Linked DNA regions of Zea mays: regions 2 and 3 are each linked to region 1. Evidence: chromatin contacts called from public Hi-C data. All regions are on one chromosome and are shown on one strand. Each heading gives the region's core, a stretch centred on a gene start, on an enhancer-like site or on the middle of the called end of the contact. The rest is flanking DNA. Distances are from core to core; before and after follow the strand shown. Region 1 holds the start of LOC100281419. Region 2 holds the start of LOC103643706 (F-box/LRR-repeat protein At3g48880). Region 3 holds the start of LOC100192984 (Speckle-type POZ protein).

Region 1 (2,808 bases), core at 8-2,507:
GCTGGAATTTAAGGCCCGACTCAAGTCTGTCTTCGGGCTGTGCTAGTCGGCCCATATTATTTCATGTTGGACTGTGTTTTGGGCTTCTGTTTTCAGACCGTGCTCGTGCTGGCAAAAAAAAAAAGTCTTGACTATATTCGCAGCACTATATATGACTGGTGGCAACAATGCTTTCTCTTTGCCGGGAGAAAACGGAGAGCAGGGGCGGGAGAGATTAACGAGGTGGAATGCCACATCCTACGTCAGTACTGGAGCAGGCAACAACCGAGAGCTGAGCTGTGCCTTCTCTAGCAGCAGTCGTCGTCAGCACAGGCGCGAGGCGAAGCACCGGCAAGGCAGAGCCGCAGATACGGTGGCCGCGCCCGACAGCAGCAGCTACCAGCGTAGACGTAGCAGCGTCCGCTCGTAGCTAGCTAGCACACAGGCCCCGTTGACCAACTCCAGCAGACTCCCTCTCCGTATCCCTAAAACGCGCGGCCAACACATTCTCTCTCCTCTCCGTATCCGTCTCCGTTTCCAGCAACACTCCCCATCCCACTCCGCATGCAGTCTATGACACCTGGGGCCCGCCAGCAGGCGCGCGCGCACGCAGAGAGCTGCGGAGAGAAGAGAGAAAGCGTGGAAATGGGGAGTCAGGGTACAGGCCGTGCGTTTTACGGAGCCGGATGCGGAGCCTGCTGGACTGATGAATAGTGTGCTAGACTCCGCAAAATACGGATACGGAGCCGCATGCGGAGTGCTGCTGGAGTTGGTCTTAGTTACTCGAAATGGTAAGTCCCGTAGTGTACCTGCGCGGTGTCGGCGCATGCGCAAAACGGCATGCACGGGCACGGCACGCGCACACCGCCTCCCGATCGTCCTCTTCTCTACTACTAAAGGATTAGTAAGGGAAGGACCGAAGGAGTACTCTTCTGGTCCGCATCATCCACATGCCGCCGCCGCCGCCGCTACGCTACGCTAGCTGCCGCTCTGCAAGGGCCCCCCGCGCGGGGCCCCCGCGGCCCTGGCTCTGCCGGCTCGATCGCCTAATCATTCGCCCCGGGCGCGGCCGGACCCCTACACCTCCTCTACCACACCGTAGCATCAGCCCATCTCGCTCCCGCTTTCCCATCGCTCTCGCGCGTCCCTGTCCGCGGGAATCCACCTCAGTCCAGCCACACCGCAATGCTGCTGCGTCTGCCTCTGCGTGCTCAACACCTCCGCTGCATAAAAGCAACCCTCCCTTCTCTCCCTCACTTCCCCGTCGCGCTGTCTACCTCTCTCTCTCTCTCATCACAGCACAGCTCCAGCTCTAGGCTGTAGAGGGTGGAAGAAGCGAGGTCGAGTCACAGAGGCCTGCAGCAACCGTCTGCGCTGAGCATCGAGGCCGCGCTCTGCAGTCTGCTGTCTGCTCTCCCTCGATAAGCCGGGTTCCAAGCTAGCTCTGCAGAGGTACTTGGTCTTTTCTGATTCTTGCTTCTCTTTCTCCCTCGAATTCTTTCTCTTCTATAATACATACTGCGCAGCTGTTCTTCTTCTCCGTCTTTTTTTTCTTACGAAATCTGATATGATACTTTCACCGTCATCCGTCCATTCTCACCGTGCAATCTCAACTTTACACTTCTTGACAGAAAGGTCCTCTGCTAAAAATTCAACGAAGCATCTGCTCTCCTCTCCTCTCCGCTGTTCTTGCTATATATCGATCGCGATTCCATTACTACGATACATAATAATAACAAAAAGAAAGAACCTTTCCGCGTGTTTGGTTGCTGCTCCTGAGCAGGCAGGTGCTTCTCCCCTCGCGAGTATGTGGGTGTCCACACCACACGCCTATCCTCCTTTTTTTTCCGCTTCTTCTCTGTTTTCTTCCCTCTTAATATATCCATCAAATCACTGTGTTAGCGTGTTATGTTCTTGCACCCCCACTGTTCACATGCCCTGCTTTCCCCCCGATCCGTGTACCCTGTTGTGGGGCCTGCGGATTTATCGTATTCCCGCGTCCTATCTCTTTTTCTTGTTGGAACAGAGCTGCCAGTCATAGCAGATAGTAGATAGAGAACAAGCATAGATTAAGTGACACACCGCTTGCTCCATCTGGGGTCAAACAGAGGCTTTTGTGTGGTGCAAGCAAGATCCTGGACAGGAGACGTCATTGTTTACTGTTTTTTTTCTCCTCCATTGACAGTTGCATAAAGGCTGGCAGCAATTTTTAAGATCATGCTTTGAGTTCCCATGCACGTTCCCCCTGCTTCTTGCAGTGTGAGCTCTGACTGAACACGAAGTGATTGGCGGCTTCTCATCGATCGATGGTTGTGTTGTGCTGGCCATCTGAGCGATGAACCAGTTCGTCCCTGATTGGAGCAACATGGGAGACACCTCCAGGCCGCTCGGGTGAGCACTACTCTGATCCCCCCCTAATTGATGATCCATGGAGACCGTGACGCGGAGAGGGAGGAAGGATAACGAAGATTCTGCTGTGTTCTTGCGTTGGTGCAGCGAAGAAGACGACCTCATCGAGCTGCTATGGTGCAACGGCCATGTCGTCATGCAGAGCCAGAGCCACCGGAAGGTGCCGCCGAGGCCGGAGAAGGCGGCGGCAGTGGCGGCTCCACCAGCCCCCGCGTCCGTGCCGCAGGAAGACGAGGGCGGCCTGTGGTTCCCCTTCGCGCTGGCCGACTCGCTGGACAAGGACATCTTCTCGGAGTTCTTCTGCGAGGCACCGACGCCGGCACCGGCGGCGGCGGATGCGGCGCCGGCGGCCTCTGGTGGTGGAACCGGCACCGAAGCCGGCGGCAAGTCGTGCGGCGGGGACGTCCCAGTCCCAGCAGA
Region 2 (3,242 bases), core at 602-3,101, 260 kb before region 1:
GGTTGGTACCGTTGATCGAGTCTCTAAGGCACATGTCGATACTGATGGTTTGGTTTCCACTCTGCTAGTATTAATTGGATTGACTATTCGGTAGCCCCACCGATCAAAATCGGATTGGTCTGTACCGGGCGCCGGCCTGTTTCGACCGCCGTTGAACCGAGCATTAGATGTTTGAGATGACAGATTTCAGGTCTACTCCATTTTTGCAAATGTGAAACGGTGAAGAAGACACACACAAAGTATCACATCAGGCCTATATATAAAAAGGAAAAAAAAGACATCAGGCGAGCCCATATATATGCATCCAGGCGTCAACACAAAAAATGCGTCCAAAAAAAAGACCCCGCTCACTTTAAAAGTCGTGTGCAACCCATGAATTGGTACTTCTAAGGGCTGGTCGGTTTGTAGAGACAGTCCCTTGCTCGGTTTCTGGAGATAGTACCTTTATTTTATTTTATTTTAATCTCTAAATTAATAAATATGAAAGGTAAAGTTTTATTTTAGTTTTCGTATTTAACATTTTAGAGACTAAAATTAAATAAAATAATAGACTAAAAATTATTTTTAGAAACCAAACGCCTCTAAATACAATAATAATAGTATAATTCCCCTGCTCATACAATAGAATGAAATCCAAACTGCATTAATTATGTTGTGTACTTATGTGTGGGCTCTGTCACTTAGCAGCCGCGCCGCGACCGCGAGCACCAGCGACAGAGATCACATCACGTCAACGTAGGACGAGTCGCAGAAACCGCCACCGCCGGGGAACTCGTCGTCTAGTTCGTCCACCAGCTTCGACCCTCCGACGTCGAACCGCAGGATCCTGGCCCCGTGCCTGAGCACCTCCTCGTCCTCGTCGTCGAAGCCAACGCAGCTGCGCGCGCTGAACTCCCGCAGGTCCCTGCAGGCGGCGAGGATGGCGAGAAGCTGCTCCTTGGGCAGGTAGGAGCGGTCGACGCAGAGGGAGCGGAGCCTGGGCAGGGAGCGCGCCAGCGCCGCGGCGTCCTCGCGCTTGAAGGCCCCCGAGGTCTTGAGGCTGGCGAAGGCCGGGCAGTGCAGCGCGACCTGCGCGGCGAGCGCCGGGAAGGAGGAGGACGACGGCTTTGTCTCCAGCTCCAGATGCTCCAGCAGCGGCCACCGCGGGACGAGGTCCGGCAGGCGCGCCTCGTCGCCGACCGTCAGGTGCGGGAGCGCCAGGCGCCGCAACCTGGGGCACCTGCTCGACGCCGAAGCATGTGAGACGCGTGCTCGTGCGAGGTGGCAGCAACAGCAAGAGCAACCATACAGAGGCGAGGCGTGCGCAGCAGGCAGACAGAGGCACTAACCGGAGCGAAATGTGGTCGATCTCGTGCGCCGGCTCGGCGAGGAGCGGCGGGAGCGCGACGTCCTCGGCGGAGCCGCGCGCGCGCCACACGCAGATCCTGAGGAAGCCCGCGAGCGAGAAGCCGCGCACGGCGTAGCGGCGCGCGAAGGCGGCGGCGAGCGCGCCCCAGGGCATGAAGCGCGCGACGTGGTCCCGGCGCAGGTCGAGGGCGCGCCACAGGGACGGTTCGGCGGCGGCCCGGCGCCAGCCCCGGCACACGAGCGGGGCCGCCGCCGCCAGGTCCTCCAGGTCGAGGCGCCCGAACACGTGAACCAGGCAGTCCGTGTCCATGTCCGCCCACGGCGCCGCGCTGGGGCCCTGGACGGACGCGGCCGACGCCGTCTCCATGGCTTGTAGTTCTTGGCGGCGAGCGATCGAGCTCGAGGAGTCGATGGGCGGCTTTACAATGCGAATGGTAAGACTTAAGAGAGAGAGAGAGAGAGAAGAATGACAGATATATAGAGGCAGCCGCCCCCGCCTTTACAAAGCTGCCGTGGTCGGACCGGTCTCGCGAGCCATTCTATATATATATATATCTCTCTCTCTTGTTTTTCGTTTTCTCCCCCTCTTTTCGTCCATTATCAAATACGATACGCATACGCCGTAGGCATGACATGAACAATACAGTGCTCACGCTAGGGCCTGCATAAATTGCATAATTAAGCCCATGCGTCATATTCGTATACGTAAGATACTAGCGAAATACGGCTCGTTGTGTACGTTTTTGTACAATTGTACTAGTTTTTTTTGAAAGGGTTTTCCTACTAGTTGAAATGGAGAGACGGCCGTTCTACTATCTTTTACTGAATGGGTCGTTAACAGCGACGCGCCCTGTACTACTGTGTCCGTGTGCTATGCATCTTGGCCATTTGACCATTGACCATGCATGCAACTTGGCCGGCCGGGCACGCACACGCACGACACGACTGGCCTGCTCCTTCTGGCTGCTGGCCTGCTGCCCAATGTGCAGTGCACACAGTGCGACGCGGTTTTCGCTTTTGCAGCATTCACTGCTGGGGACGCTCCACGTGCTTAAAAACTAAAGCCTCCGTTTTAAATTACAAGCTACTATAATTTTATCAAAATATCTCGGGTTTAGTCAAAAATTTAAAACAAATAATAGAACTATAGAATATTAAACAAGAATGCTGTAAAATAATCAATATAAAATATAAGGTACTTATTTAATATTATAAGTGTTATTATTATATAAGATTAATTGCATTTAAAATATTTTCACTCTATAAAATAAAATCGAATGAAGGGTGTATATGTGTCCCGGGACCGAGGCATGTCAGGATAAAAACAGAAATATATAAAGGGCACATGCGGCCCTGCTTAGGTCTAGTCAAAACTTTAGGATTGATTTGGTGACCAGAGAATTAAAGTTAATCTATAGAGATGAAACCTTTCTCTATTTAAAATTGAAGAGCAGGAGATTTCCTTCCTTATGGATCCCTTCCAATTCCCTAATCACCAAAACAACTCTCAAAAATAAAAATTAGTCACTACTCCATCCGTCTCAAAATAAAATTGGTTTTAACTCTTAATTTTTATGTCTATATTCAATATTTTATTTTAGGACAGGTGGAGTATTATACCAATTTATAATTTGTTGACTTTTATGTATCAAGTTTAGTCGGCTTGTCTTATTCAACGTTTTTGCAAAAAAAAAATGCAAAGCTATGCTTAAAGTACATTATATACTAAACAGTATCACAATAAAAATTAATAAAAATTATGATTTTTTGAATAAAATGAGCCGATCAAACTTTGTGTAAAAAATCAAACGAATTGTAAATTGGAACAGAGAAAGTAATATTTAGTTTAGTCAACTAAAGTTTTATTATATACTCACTCTGTCCCAAAATAGTCT
Region 3 (2,892 bases), core at 332-2,831, 260 kb after region 1:
AAATTTCTCCAATAAAAAACTATAATGACAAGCATGACAAAAGGTCACTGTCGGAATTGAAGAAAGCAAACTCTTGCTCGCCCCCCAAAGGCCAAAACACGCACAAATTCCAGCCACCCAGATTATGCTATATGAAGCTTTAAAATATAACACACTTCGGATTAAAACCAGCTGTTTCGACTGCTGCAGCTGCAATACATAGAGACAAAACACTGTAGAAGCAATAGAAACCGTTTTAGATTAAAGTCAAGCGAACAGCATATCCATGCAATGCTGCCGGTACACATAACTAAACTCACTGTTCATAGCACCAAGACACAAGCTGCTTAGTGTAGCTTGCCGCCAAAATGATCCTACATATATAAAGGATACAATGTCTTGGGGTACCTATATATATAAGACTAAAACATAGGAGGACTTTGTCAAGATTTGCTGTTACACGCCACCTCTTTTTAGTTCAAGTCGGAACAAATTTGGAGAACAGTTCTTTCAGAAGGCTGGGACAGCTAACTGTCAGGTGGTCAAACCCATCTGTTTCCATGAATGCACCAAGAGTCGCAGCGGAGCTTAGTAACGCGAAGCACGCATCCTTAAGCCCATGGCAGTTGTGCTTTTCAGCTAAAGCCAGGATGGTCGCAGCGGAGCCCGTATCGATATACCTGCACAGCTTATCTTCACAGATCAACTTCAGCCTCTCCAGGTCATACCGGTCAGCGGCGACGAGCAGATGCTGGGCCATCGCACATCCCTCCCCATCCTTCGTCTCTGGCAGGGTGTCCGTGTAGATGAAGGTGAGCAGCGCGTCGAACACCTCCGGCTCCATGTCGTCAATGCGTATGGCGTTGGTGGTTGTGCTCTCTCTCATCGGACCAAAGAGCTCGGCTTTGAACACCGGCGACCGTGTCGAGAGAACAAGCCGATGGGCGGAGAATGTCTGCCCGCCGATTCGGAATTTGACGTCGGCGCCTTCCTTGCTCAGCAGGAGATCAGCGTAGTGCCGGTGCATGTCGGACGGCGGCACGACCACTGACGGCATTGCCACGGTTTGGATGTCGCTCATGATGGTCACATCGAACCTGACGGTGAAGGAGTCATCCCTGAGATGCTCGGATTCCTCCAGAGCTTTCCTCTCGATGAACTCTGGGTATCCCCAGCTCCCTTTCTCAGCGAAGTCCACGAATGTTGTGACTTGGGTGTACGACGGCACCGGCTCCCCGTCCTGGTCGAGTAAACTGATGGTGACCTGCGCCTTCACTGCCTTGCCGGCTACTGCACCATGCATAGTGAGAAACAACGATATGAAGTTGACGTTGTCGGCGGAGTTCCCATTGGGGTAATACTGCACGAACCAGGTGTGGCCTCCCAGGCAGAAATGGCGGGACTTGATGACCTGGCAATTGGGGACCTCCTTAGTGCGGGAATAGAACACGATCTTAAGCACGTGGGAGCCGGTCACAGCGCCGGCGACGATGGCGGAGTGGGAGCCGTTGCCGCTCCCACTATAGCCAGCGGCGGGACAGGGAGAAGATCCCGGCATGGACGGCAACAACGTAGGGCACTGGCGGCGGCGCGCCTCGATCGGTTGGGTCGGGTGGGCGGCGGCAGCGGAGGGGGGATTGGGAGGGTTTTGCCGGTTCTACTTCTACCGTTTTGCCTTTTTTATCACGGAGAAAACTGTTGGATCCTCTGGCAGTCTGGCGTGCTAGGAGATCGTACCAAGCCCACTCGTCGTGCGGCCCATGGTCGGGTCCGACGACTACCGGGCCTGTGTCAGCCCAGCCTGAGGCCCGTGTCGTGTTAAGCTGCAGGAAAGGTCTACGATGCAAGCATCAAGCACGAACTATCTCGACTATTTTAATGCAGCACTTTAATACATGCATGGATTCGTGTGTTGTACGTAGGGATGTGAATATAGGGTCAACTTTTTCGACCAGCACGAGCACGACCTGAAAACAGGAGCCTAAAGCACAGCTTAGTATAAAATAACATGGACATGACTACCACGATCTAAAGGCGGGTGGGTTTGGACCGGGCCTCAAATTCCGACCTGTCGGACCCTGACACAGCTCGCACAGATGAGTCAGGCTTGGGCCGACACGGCCTAATGAAGCCCATGTTGTTTAATTTTTTAAATTAGTAAGTTATAGACTTTATATTATTGTGATATTTAGATTTTATATGGTCAAATGATGTTTGTATTGTTTAATATCTTTAATTTATTAAGCTATTGGCTTTACATGGTTGCGATATTTTGATTTTATGTGGTCAAATATATGGGTCGGACTTGGACCGACACGATCCAATAAAGACACGACGTAATTAGGGCTAGGCCGGAGTACACTTTAGACTGACACGGCACAACCTAAAAAAATTTAGGCTTTCTTAGCCCGAACCCGTTTAGCACGAAGCACGATGAGCTCGAGCTGGCCTGGTCCGGCCCGTTCCTATTCTTAACACTAGTCGTACGTCCCTGATCCACAAGCGCGCGAGCGCGTCGCACCCTACCTCTGAGCACGATAAACACCGCAACCGCTAGTAGAAATCCAATAATACCAAAGGCCTCGCTGCACCTCAACCCTCATCCCGCCTCTCGCAATGTTTGCTATGGTCGTGTCTAGTGCTGGGAATCTGGGCCGGGCTTTTCGGGCCAGCACGAGCACGGCCCGAAAATAAGAGCCCAAAGCACGGCCCAGCACGAAATAATATGGGCCGGGCTAGCACGGCCTAAAGGCGGGCTTGGGCCGGGCCTCAAATTCCGACCCGTCGGGCCCCGGCACGGCCCGCATAGATTGGCCGGGCTTGGGCCGGCACGGCCCAAATAAGCCCAATCTATTTAATTTCTTTAATTTAGTAAGATATCGACTTTATATTGTTGTTATATTTGAAGTTTAT

Evidence for each region. A called contact is a pair of places that touch in the nucleus more often than the background predicts.
Region 2: a contact with region 1 is called in a Hi-C map of leaf, with 6 times the contacts expected there. The contact joins the promoter of LOC103643706 here to the promoter of LOC100281419 in region 1. A contact is called at or near these places in 3 of 25 Hi-C or Micro-C datasets (ear, leaf and tassel) and 1 of 3 datasets of contacts at active chromatin or transcription factors (seedling).
Region 3: a contact with region 1 is called in a Hi-C map of endosperm, with 4 times the contacts expected there. The contact joins the promoter of LOC100192984 here to the promoter of LOC100281419 in region 1. A contact is called at or near these places in 4 of 25 Hi-C or Micro-C datasets (bundle sheath, ear, endosperm and 1 more).

What each region holds. Positions count from the first base shown.
Region 1 is chr1:258,577,660-258,580,467 of Zm-B73-REFERENCE-NAM-5.0, reverse strand. LOC100281419 reads left to right here and starts at 1,257. Exons shown (of 9, transcript NM_001361494.1): 1 at 1,257-1,431; 2 at 2,238-2,370; 3 at 2,476-2,808. The coding sequence starts at 2,315.
Region 2 is chr1:258,836,315-258,839,556 of Zm-B73-REFERENCE-NAM-5.0, reverse strand. LOC103643706 (F-box/LRR-repeat protein At3g48880) reads right to left here and starts at 1,851. Exons shown (of 2, transcript XM_008666878.3): 1 at 1,329-1,851; 2 at 241-1,219. The coding sequence starts at 1,714. The coding sequence ends at 721.
Region 3 is chr1:258,321,525-258,324,416 of Zm-B73-REFERENCE-NAM-5.0, reverse strand. LOC100192984 (Speckle-type POZ protein) reads right to left here and starts at 1,581. Exons shown (of 1, transcript NM_001138156.1): 1 at 217-1,581. The coding sequence starts at 1,537. The coding sequence ends at 458.